4 separate regions of the Mus musculus genome follow, and regions 1, 2 and 4 are each linked to region 3. The links are chromatin contacts, called in public HiChIP or PLAC-seq maps. All regions are on one chromosome and are shown on one strand. Each heading gives the region's core, a stretch centred on a gene start, on an enhancer-like site or on the middle of the called end of the contact. The rest is flanking DNA. Distances are from core to core; before and after follow the strand shown. Region 1 overlaps Slx4ip (SLX4 interacting protein). Region 2 has its middle 18 kb from the start of Jag1. Region 3 overlaps Gm14064 (a long non-coding RNA gene). Region 4 has its middle 38 kb from the start of Jag1.

Region 1 (2,700 bases), core at 167-2,666, 700 kb after region 3:
ATAACAGAATTGGAACTTCAGCTTGAAACTAAGCAAAAGCAACATCAATTTTGTTTCAAGAAGCCTCCATAGAGCTCAGGCTGTGAGTTCAGGGAGAAAGGGCTGTGGGCGGGAAGGCAGCAGAAGACTCCCCAGCCAGTAGGATCACTCTAATAAAGTCCACCCTGACAGCCCACATTGTCTCAGGTAGATCAATAGAAGACCAAGCACTTCATGTGTTGAAAAGAATTCTGTTTTGTTCACAGAATTCTCTTTGAGCACTTTTGTATTTGATTTTGTATAAAATGTAGCAGACAAAGCATGACAAAACTCTGCAATATCCCTCCCTATCAGGTGACTTTAGCAAGTGGGACCATTACTCTTCAGAGTTTTGTTTGCTTTCTATATATTGCAGTAAGTGGTGAGCACCATCTCCCCCACATTTGAGAAAGCAAAGCATCTTGAGTTGTCATTGCTGCTTTAGCACTTTTACAAAATGTCTAAAAGTTTAAGTTTTACAAATTGCCCATTCTTGGAAAAATAATCTCTGCTGATGCCACAGTATATTCACGAGAGGGCTTGCAGGCACTTGTTTGCATTATTGTCCTTTTTAAGGTTTTTTTTTTTTTTTTGCATGTGGATGAAAGCTTAGAAAATGTTTTGACTGAGTACATTATGGGGAGAAATATAAATAATAACCAAAGCTATTTAAACACATGTGTAAAAAGAAAACATATGCTTCCAACTAAGTTCTATGACAGACTAGGGAAATCCATTTCAATTCTTAAGTGGCTGTGAACAAAAACAATGTGTAAAAACTATGAATATTTAACAGAACAGGTAACTGAGCATATGCTGTGCTGGCTTACTATTCAGAAAACCACACAACTGACTATTTCTTCCTTTTTTCAGTTCTTCCCTTCTGTACCTTGAGAGTCAGAAACTGCCTATACACCCTCTGTCTGTGACTAGAGTATAGTACCATTCCTCCTGTGGGTGTGCACTCAGAGCTCTGCCGTAGAAGCTGACTCACATAAGGAATGATGAGAAATAGCGTATCTATCAAGGCCCTATGTTTGTTGAGATTTAGCAGTCACTGGACATATAGTCTTTTTTTTTTTTTTTAGAAAAATAGTGAAAATTAAGAGATGCAGCAGCTGCAGGGGATCATATAGGTGGTGTGCTGCAGCTGATTTGCAGTCTGTCCTGAAGATGCCGGGTTTGGGCTGAGGAAGGACTGGGCTCAGGGGAAACATGCTTCACTTCCAAAATTTATTTTAATTAGGAAATGGCTCTGTTTCCAATAGTCTAGGAAAATAAATACAAAACAAAATTCTACATGTACACATTTTTCACTCACAGGGACATCAGGGAGCAGAGCTCACAACAAGCCTGTGTCTGAAGAGCAAGGAGAAAGCTTTCTTTGGCAGGATCTCGTGTTGCATCAGGCACTAAGGGAAGGGAGGGAACATTTCTCAGACAGAGGGAAGAATAGGAAGAACTTGCTTGTTTTGGCCATGCTTGCCTTTTTCTTTTCTTGTGTGAACACCCATGGATTTTCTAACACGATGGCGATGTGCCCCATCCCCAAAGGCTGGAAAGGAGGAGGTGGGGAGGAAGCCTTGTACTCCTGCCTTGGCCATTCACACACCACACCTGGATGCCACAAAAGGATGAGCAGACAGACGCATGTGCACTTTGGCTGGAGACCTCAGCTAAGACTTCAGAGAAATATTCAACTGAAAAGCATAGTCATAGGGGAAAAAAACCCTTCAGACAGAAACCACAGAACTCAGGGAAATTTAATTTATCTTATGACATTTTCTAAAGGGCTGGGTTTCTTAGATGTTAACTAAAAGAAAAGGTTATATAGAATAGAGTAATAAGCAATAAAAAAAAATCCTACTGCTCCACACACATAAATGGACTGTTATCTATATAGCCAATTTATTGCAACAGATACTTTGGATTAGAAGATGGGCTATTTGGGTGTCTATTTTCTGTCTCAAGATGAGAGATGGGAGATATAAAGTTTAAAACAAAGATGCATATATTAATTCAAGCAGAACACTGATCCTGTACCTGGGTAATTTAAAAAGAACTATGCCTTAATAACAAGAGGGAATTTTTATTAAGAGAAAGGACAAGCAGACATGACTCTCCTTAAAGGAAACACAAGACAGCCTGTCATTAGACAGCTGTCCATCACATAGCTACTGGCATTTCACAGCTACATGACCTTTGGACAAGTTACACAACTCCAAGCCTGTTCTCAGCTTCGGGGAAAGAGTCAGGGATGATGTCTGCAGGCTGTAGTTATAGCTTAGCAGTGGGGCACTTGTGTAGTTGTAGAAAGCCTAGTTTTAATCCCCACCAATGGGAAGAAAAAGTGGCTAGAAATGCCCATTTCAGACACAACCGTGCTGGTGTCTGACCGGCTAACACTCAGTAATAGGCACTAAAAGGCAGATGCTAAAGGACTGCCAGAGGGGATGGGTAAGAGGAAAGCATTTTCTCTCCCTCTGTGCTAGGTGATTTTCCTACCCTGGAATCTTATACAGGGCAGGGTGTGGTTTTGGAAAATGAAAGGCTACTTCATGACTTGTAACTCACAGACCACCTCCACCTCTGCTGTGATGGAAGCAGACCAAAGGAAAGTCAAGAAGCAGGTGACCAATGAATAGCAACAATTCCTCTGCTTTTTCCAACACTTGTGTTCCT
Region 2 (2,700 bases), core at 14-2,513, 580 kb after region 3:
AGATCAAAATAAACTCCAGCTGTTGCCTAAGAACCACGCATCTGTGGGACAGGAGAAACCAATGCAGATACTGTATGGCTGCCGGGTTCCCAGCACAGGGCTGGTGAGATATGAGCTATGAGCACTAGAGTCTTCTCAGTGGTCAAGGAGTTGCAAAGCCCAAATAGGAGTTAAGATGCTCTTGCTTACACCCATCACTGGGCTGCTTTGATTTCCCAACATGGCCATCTACAGACATAGCCTCCAGTCATCAAGGAGCAGGAGCACAGCCTTATCACTTCCCCTTGGAAACCAAACCTCAAAAACTCACGTGCAGGATATAGAAAGGACAGTGGTGAAAGTGGCTTTGTTGGAGCAGATCATTCAGATGACAAGCCACACTTTGTAAAGATACCTTTACATGTTCCAAATTTTATTTTCAGGGCTGATAAAGAAGATGGGTGAGAGCCTAACTAAATCAAACTGAGGATTTTATTTCAGACGATGGAGATGAAGTAAAGGGACACCTTGCTGGAAATGTCTTAAGACTGGAACTTCAAAGGACGCTCAGCAGTGGGAACAAGATTGTTAAGAATGTCAGTAGGAAGGGAATATCTCCCAAAATATCCCAGGGGTGCAAAACAACAGCAAAACAGAAGGCGAAGAAAGCAGAAAAATCACTTATTATAGACTTTACATGTTCAAAGTCTTAATGCTACCCATGACCCTTCATATGCCTCTTACAGTTTCATATCTCATGTGCTCAGGTAAGACATTAAAAAGCAGTGGCTCCTCTGAAAAGGACTTGGACATGTTGCTCTAACTATGCTAAAGTCCTACTAACGAGAAGCTACATTTTCAAATAGAATCCCAACTAACACCAGCTGGTGAGTTTATTAAAGTTTAACCCTATCCCCTAGAAGATAGACAGCACTCCACATTCAAGATCCAGGGCTGAGGGAGCTAATAGAAATAGGGAAGGGGCACAGGACTATGCTAGGGCCCTTCAGTTCATGGATCCCACAGCAGCAGCAGCTGAGGCAGTGGTGATACCTGGAAAGAGTTTTTGCCTAGCAAATTCCAGGGCTCTACCCTAAGATTTTCTGAGTCAAACTCTGAGAGAGAGAGAAACTAATCTATGTACCAGCTTCTCAAGGTGATTCCTTCTTAGGTCAGACAAGGGCAAGCTAAAAGGACTTTATGGAACTACCTAGCACAGTGACCCTCAGGGGTTGCTCATCAGATATCATTCATAGCAAATGTTTACATTATGATTCATAAAAGTAGCAAAACTACAGTTATGAAGTAGCAACAAGCTAACTTCGTGGCTGGTGGGGTCACCACAATGTGAGGAACTGTACTAAAGGGTTGTGGCCTTAGGAAGGTTGAGACCCACTGATCCAGCAGCTCTCTGAGAGGCCAGCACTAGAAAGACTGTGTATATCACAGGAAGAGTGTTTGCAGGAGGGCGGGTTAAGGAGACTGGGTATCTCGGTCCGCAGAATGAAATGAGGTTAGTCACTGCCACCTGTGCTGTGGTCTGGAGACATAAAGCCCACAAGTATGCATGACCTTTGATCTCTGGGAGAACAATGGACTCTTCCTGCCACCCTTTTCATTTTTCCTGTGACAACGAGAAGAAAGAACAGGTTCCAGGACCTAAGTTCAAGGGCCTAAAGCAGGACTCAAGTAAGCACAGGCTATCTGCCAGCTTCCTTGTTGGAGACTTGACTTCAGTTGCCTACTTATTAGGATGGGCCTCACAAACACACACAGACCTCCTTCTCACTTGGCTCCCTTTTTGTTTCCCAGGTGAGCTAAGTTCTCCATTGCTAAACCTGACCCCACTCTCCTTCCCTCTCCTGTGGAAGCAAGTCTGTTAGCAATGTCCTAGATGCTTCTATTTTGACTCAGAATTAACCCAACAGATCTTTTCAATGAACAATTATTGTATGCATAAAACACTGCCCAGGCCTTGGTTACTTTCTCTCTCTCTCTCTCTCCCTCTCCCTCTCCCTCTCCCCCCCCCTCTCTCTCTCCCCCCCTCTCTCCCACTCTCCCTCTCTCTCTCCCCCCCTCTCTCTCTTTCTCTCTTTCTATTTATGTATGCTATCTACTCACACTCCTTCCTCTATCAAGAGCCTCAGAGTTCAAATGCACCAATCATTATGGATTTAGAACAGCTGTTTTTGACTTATTTTCTTTGATATATTCTACATTTCTTTAGTTGCTGCACCTGAGCTCTCAAGGATCGAAGGAGAACATTAGGTGTCTACTTTATCATTCTCCACTTTAGTACTTTGAGGCAGGGTCTCTTACTGAACCCAGAGGTAGGCTGGCAGATGCCAAGCCCTGTGGATTCTCATATCTTCAGGCCCCATAACACTTGTGTTATGGGCACATCCAGCTACACTCAGCTTTCTGACATAGGTGTTGGGATCTGACCACAGGTCCTAAGCTTTTAGAGGTAAGCATATTGGACTCCCCTTCTAGATCCTATTAACTTCTGTCTGCTTATTCAAAATAAACATCACTCATATCTCCTTAATTGAGGTTAATTTAGCTCCCTATAGTATACTACTAAAAACCATCATTAAGCTGATAATGGAATGGTATCTCAAACAAGTAGAGAACTTATGTGCCAAGAATCAAGCTAAGTTCTTTACATACATGACTTGAGTTTCCCGTCCACCCTACTCAAAAGAAATTGTTACTGTATTC
Region 3 (2,700 bases), core at 50-2,549:
GATGGGGTCATTTGATCTCTTGGGACTGGAGTTAGAGATAGTTGTAAGCTGTCATGTGGGTTTGAGAATCAAACATTTCTCCTCTGGGAGAGTAATAAGCACTCTTAACTGCTGAGCCAACTGTACAAACCCTAATGATGGAGGCCGGCTTTGTCACTCGCATATTTTCAAGACTGGGCCATGATGTAGACCTGTCACTTTCTTGACTAGTATTATATCTTTGTTACTTTCTGCAGCTAAAGAACATTTCATTACTGTCAGATATTTACCTCCCGTGAAAAATGATGCTATGCACACTTACGTGCAAGGTTTTCTGTGGGTTATGTTTGTATTTCTCTTGAACATATATCTAGAAGGGGCTACTAGTACTCATGGTATTAAATGATAAATATTATCAACTTCCTACTTTGATTTGGTGAGTTAATAAAGTACTATGAAACCAAATATAAGAATCCCATAGGAAAGTATCAAAACTAATTAGTTACACAATTAGGCTTTGGAGACTAGACACACTTTGTGAAAAACTGCAGTAATGTTGGAAAGGCCGTGTCTTGAGTACACAGCCAGGTTTGGAGTATGTTTTTGTATGTGTTCTACTGTGAAGCCTAAGTACATAAAGGAAATGAGAACGGAGACACACAGATATCTTGACTATTGTGGCATGTTGTTGTTTTGTAAGTGACTTCACAGAGGATCACACCTCTTTTCCAGGGTGGGCCCAAGAAATAACACTAACTAATGCTGCCCGGGTCACATGGGCAGACAAGACAGCCTAAAGCCACCTTTTGAAACAGCAAGTCCCCTTGGGCAAATATATATCAAGTCATAAATCCTAAAGAGTCCTTTTAGTGATTGCTACTGTAAGAAGTATGGAACAACAAGGCTTTGGGGACTCCTAATGAAGCAGGGTCACAAAAATGACAAGCAGTGAAAACCCGGAACTTTAGGCCTTGTTTGTAAAGTTTGAAGTAATTTTTTCATGAGGGCACATGGGCAACTCCCTCCTAAACATACAAACCTTCCCACAATAAAACTGCTTTTCACCCCCACTCTCATCTTGGGTCCTTCTAGGCTCTGGGATTTCCCACAGATGCAGTGCTCACAGTTAGGGTGGATTGACCCAGGGTGTTGGGAACTGAGGAGGTGAAGCGACCTTGGCCACAGAAGTCTGACTTTCCTGTTTTGTGGGCTTGAGTCAACTCTAGTCTGCATTCAGTGAGAGCTCATACCATCCACTTGGTCTGACTCAGGCTGAGTGGGGAGTGGCCTTGCTCTGCTCAGAGGCAGTGGTGTCCAGTCCCCGCTCAGCCAAGTGGAAGCTGAGACAGTGGGTAGTTGCTGGTCTCAGAGCATAGAGGAGGGGCCTGGAGGAGGCCTGTGGCCTGCTTGGGGACAGCTGGTGCTGACTAGTCCCAGAGTAACTGTTTACCCAACAAAACCTGAGGCCCATTACTGTGTCATCTCAGCCACCCCTACCCCCTGCTGAGACACACAGTCTGTGAGAATGTACAAAGTAGTTTCTGAAGGGCTGCCTGCAGGAGCAGAACTTGTGCAGTTTTCACATGGGATGGAGACTTTGAGCTCCAATATCTCCTCTTCAGCCTGACCTATAGCAAAAGCTGGAGTGACAAAGGTGTGGGGTTACGCTCTCAACATAGACAAGCATTCTCACATTATTCTAGCCTTTCCTATTAAAGTAGAATACAATGGGATGTGGCAGCTCATACCCGAGATCCCAGCATTTGGGGGGCAGAGGCAGGATATCAGGGTTTAAGGTTATCCTTGGCTACATCTTGAGTTCAGTGCAAGCCTGTGCTATATGAACTCCAGACTCTCTCTTCCTTTTCCTCTTCCTCTCCCTTTCCCCTCTCCCTCTCTCCTCCTCTCTCTCTCTTTCCCTCTCTCTCTCTTTCTCTCATATATATATATATATATATATATATATATATATATATATATATGTGTGTGTGTGTGTGTGTGTGTGTGTGTATAATCACTCAGGGCACACATCCACTGACATTGTCTTCTTCACCAATGATAATGAAGGAGCAGAAATAAGTAACTTTTACAGATTTTTTTCCTTCCTTTTTCTTTTCTCTGTGAACTAAATGTCGTGGTATTTATAAACTAAATAAGATCATACATGTGGTCCAAAAGGTCATCTCATTTTCTCAGACGAATGAAAGTGATGGGAACCAGGTCACAGAGGTAATAAATAGGCAACTGAGCTTCACCAGGAAAGTTGGTCTCCTGCCTCCCAAGTCAAAATGCCCCTCATCACATGACAGTCAGCCAAGAAGGCAGGTCAAAGGCTCGTCAGAAAATATTTGCACCAGGTTTCCAAGGTTGCCTCATCCTTGCTATAGTGTTCTCACCCCACCTCTTGCCAGACCATGAGGTAGCTAAGAATTACAATGACCGCATTCTGTAGTTAAATCGGATGATTTTTCCACTTAGATTTGCTTGAGTCATTAGTATAATATTGGAGAAAAAGATCTTTCCAAGCAGGGGTGTACACAGTGACAGGCAATGTCCTAACATCACAAAAGCAGGTGTGGAGAAGATGGTCCAGTCCACAATGGTCAGTAGTATCACCTACGCAGTCACTGAAGGCATGGTTCTCCACATGATCAGTTGGCTTTCAAATAACTGCCCCCCCTTCCCCCAGAGTTGTACAAATTCACTGACTTCTTCTGTAAT
Region 4 (2,700 bases), core at 142-2,641, 560 kb after region 3:
TATGTCATATGAAGAGTGTATCTGTCTGTCAGTCTCTGTCTGTCTGTCTGTTTCTTCTCAAGACAGGTCTCATGTATACCAGGCTGACCTCAAACTCACTATAGAGCCAAACTTCTGATCCTCCTCCCTATACTTCCCAAGTGCTGAAATTATAGATGTGGGCTTTTCTCCCACTTTAATCTAGAGGGTGATGTTTAAGATATGAGCTCTCTTTATCTCAGTCCATTATTTGAATTCATCACCAAATCCTGCTGAGTTTGAATCTCAGACTAATTTCAAAACCAATAGAAGTGTTTCTTGGAGATGCTGTTTGGGTTCTTGTTCATTTGTTTAGGTTTTTTTTTCAGTTTAGAGATATGGACAGTGAGAGAGAGGCATGAAAGTCAAGGTTTGGGACAAGGAGCACACTGAGGGAAGTATCCCTTTGTGCTCTTCCCCTCTCCTCAATCCTCTGAGCTATCTTCAGAAGCTATTCAAAAAACCAAGGCATCTACACTGCACATATGAGCATCTTTGCAAACTAATGACAAGTATTGTGATTGTCTACATTTCCCATATAAACACAGCATATTTTTTCTAATATTTAATCTCAATAATAGTATCTGACACCAGTTTATATGACAGGGGTAATAGGTAAATAGGACTTTTATGATCTAAAATCATCTCAAATAGCCCATACTGAAAACTAAACATCAGATCTTTACAAATTTTGACTATGAAAAAATCAAAAAGTGTCTGTTTTGGTGATGATTAAGGAATTACTGTCAATATTTCTAAAGGTGTTAATGCTGTTGAGGTTTCTTTTTTTTTGTTTTTGTTTTTGTTTTTTTCTGTTTGGTTTAAGAATGTAATAGCAATATATGAAATCTGCTGGAGTCAGAGGTTGGCCCCTAGCTGCAAGATTTCCTATGATTATTGAATCCAAGAGCAGAATATTTTTGCATCTGTTTAAAAGTTTCTACATTAAAATAAAAAATTTTGTTTGTTTGTTGAAAATCTTTCAGGTATGACATACTAGCTTCCTTTAAGATGAACCTGTTTTCACGTGACATTTCATAAACATCTCCAGAACTAAAGGCATGACACACAGAGGCTGAGCATTGTTTCTTGGAGCCTTAAAGCCAATTACCACCTTTCCTGGTAGACCTGGTGATCTCATTTCACTCCCCTCTCACACATTAACTTCAGGTTTCAACATCCACACATTAACTGCCACCGTCTTCCTCCACCCAGTGATCTTTTTTCCTTGGCAATTATCTGGAAACCCCTATCGGGGTCACTGTGGTGTGTGTGTGTGTATGTGTGTGTGTGTGTTTCTTCTGGGTAGCAGAATATGGAGCAAGGCTTATGTTGATTTTGTGCAGCCCACATTCCTGGAATGTTCGTGCTGAGTACAGAATTTGACCTGTAGCACAGTGAAGAAAGAGTTCAAATGCAAACTCCAGAGATATCCATCCCACAGAATAAATGCCAATAAGCAATTTCCTTTCCCAGCCTACCAGAGATTTCAGTCAGATAGACCATAGCAGACAGAACCCGTGCCAATATTTTATAACCCATAAAATTTCTTCAAGCAATTGTACAGATTTCCAGCCATCCTTTGATCAGTCTTGTGTAACAGTGACTCTGGGCCCTCACCTAAAAATGATTATATATATATATATATATATATATATACACACACACACACACACACACACACACAATGAAAAAGATCTGGCCTTCAGAAAGCTTCTCATTAAAACACTAATCTGTTCCACCACATTCTTCCAAGACACAGCGATCAGCATTGGAGCTGGCTTGAATGGCCAGGCCTAGTAAGACTGATACAAACAGCTTAAGTAATTGGATTGCTATATGGGATTGAATGTCTGACAACAAAAGATAGCCATCTCTATTCGACCACCAAAGCTTTGTTCCAGCAACGAATTCATTCAGCAATGCCCTTAGAGGCTCCTGGACCCAGGGAGAAATGACAGACCTGAGACACAAAAACTGAGCCAGCTGATGAGCCCAGAGACAGAGGCTATGCAATTCCAAAAAGTTAATTACAGCGAACAAAGGCAGCAGACGATGACTTGTTGAATCATTACCATAATCACATTACTGCACTAGTCTCCAGTTCCCAGCCAAGGGTGGCGGTGCGGCTGCTTCTCATTCTGACCATGTACTCCCTGCTCGACTTCCACGTGCAAGCTACTGTACACGTCTCCTTGACTAATGCAGTCTTACTGAGGCAGCCTCTTTGCATATTCTAGATGGGTTTTCTTATTTAAATGGGTTTGCCCATCAAAAGAGCCCGAAAGCAGAAAGCACTAAAATAGCATAGAATATTTGAGATGGTGGATATGCTAGCAACCCTGCTTTGATCAGTACATGCAGACATGTATATGGACAATTATTGTAGCAGCTAACTTTTTGTAAGAAGTATAAACATCATTGGTAATAAAATTATCTCATGTTTCCCTCAAATTTGGATTTGGGAAAGGCTTGTTTTCTAGTAAAATAGATTGCAGTATCAGACTCATATCTGTGCCTATAACTTCAGATAGAGATCAGCAGGATTTTATTAAATTACAGCTTCAAGTATGTCCAAGAAAAGTTCCCATCAATCAGAGTATCCATGTCCAAATCTTATTCCAGGGTGAAAAGCAGCAAGGAATCACCATGACCAGAGAACATGGAACGTTTACACTTAGC

What was found. HiChIP or PLAC-seq counts read pairs in DNA pulled down with a chosen protein or histone mark.
Region 1: a contact with region 3 is called in an H3K27ac HiChIP or PLAC-seq map of embryonic fibroblasts, with 7 times the contacts expected there. The contact joins two enhancer-like sites. A contact is called at or near these places in 3 of 484 Hi-C or Micro-C datasets (adipose-derived mesenchymal stem cells, colorectal tumor organoids and embryonic fibroblasts) and 1 of 115 datasets of contacts at active chromatin or transcription factors (embryonic fibroblasts).
Region 2: a contact with region 3 is called in a FOXA1 HiChIP or PLAC-seq map of pancreatic cancer cells. The contact joins two enhancer-like sites. A contact is called at or near these places in 7 of 484 Hi-C or Micro-C datasets (the MC38 cell line, cortical glia, granulosa cells and 4 more) and 3 of 115 datasets of contacts at active chromatin or transcription factors (embryonic midbrain, forebrain and pancreatic cancer cells).
Region 4: a contact with region 3 is called in a FOXA1 HiChIP or PLAC-seq map of pancreatic cancer cells. The contact joins two enhancer-like sites. A contact is called at or near these places in 3 of 115 datasets of contacts at active chromatin or transcription factors (embryonic hindbrain, forebrain and pancreatic cancer cells).

The regions. Positions count from the first base shown.
Region 1 is chr2:137,012,882-137,015,581 of GRCm38.p6, reverse strand. All of the region lies in intron 4 of Slx4ip (SLX4 interacting protein), which reads right to left. Among named protein-coding and RNA genes, the nearest start is that of Jag1, 100 kb to the left of the region's middle. Within about 2 kb of position 1,416, at least 26 of the 459 cell types and tissues checked have an H3K27ac peak or open chromatin away from gene starts, as enhancers often do. A contact at or near this core is called in embryonic fibroblasts, where this site is marked.
Region 2 is chr2:137,133,019-137,135,718 of GRCm38.p6, reverse strand. No RefSeq gene overlaps it. Among named protein-coding and RNA genes, the nearest start is that of Jag1, 18 kb to the right of the region's middle. Within about 2 kb of position 1,263, at least 17 of the 459 cell types and tissues checked have an H3K27ac peak or open chromatin away from gene starts, as enhancers often do. A contact at or near this core is called in pancreatic cancer cells, where this site is marked.
Region 3 is chr2:137,714,685-137,717,384 of GRCm38.p6, reverse strand. All of the region lies in intron 5 of Gm14064 (a long non-coding RNA gene), which reads right to left. Among named protein-coding and RNA genes, the nearest start is that of Gm14064, 53 kb to the right of the region's middle. Within about 2 kb of position 1,299, at least 61 of the 459 cell types and tissues checked have an H3K27ac peak or open chromatin away from gene starts, as enhancers often do. A contact at or near this core is called in embryonic fibroblasts and pancreatic cancer cells, where this site is marked.
Region 4 is chr2:137,152,697-137,155,396 of GRCm38.p6, reverse strand. No RefSeq gene overlaps it. Among named protein-coding and RNA genes, the nearest start is that of Jag1, 38 kb to the right of the region's middle. Within about 2 kb of position 1,391, at least 21 of the 459 cell types and tissues checked have an H3K27ac peak or open chromatin away from gene starts, as enhancers often do. A contact at or near this core is called in pancreatic cancer cells, where this site is marked.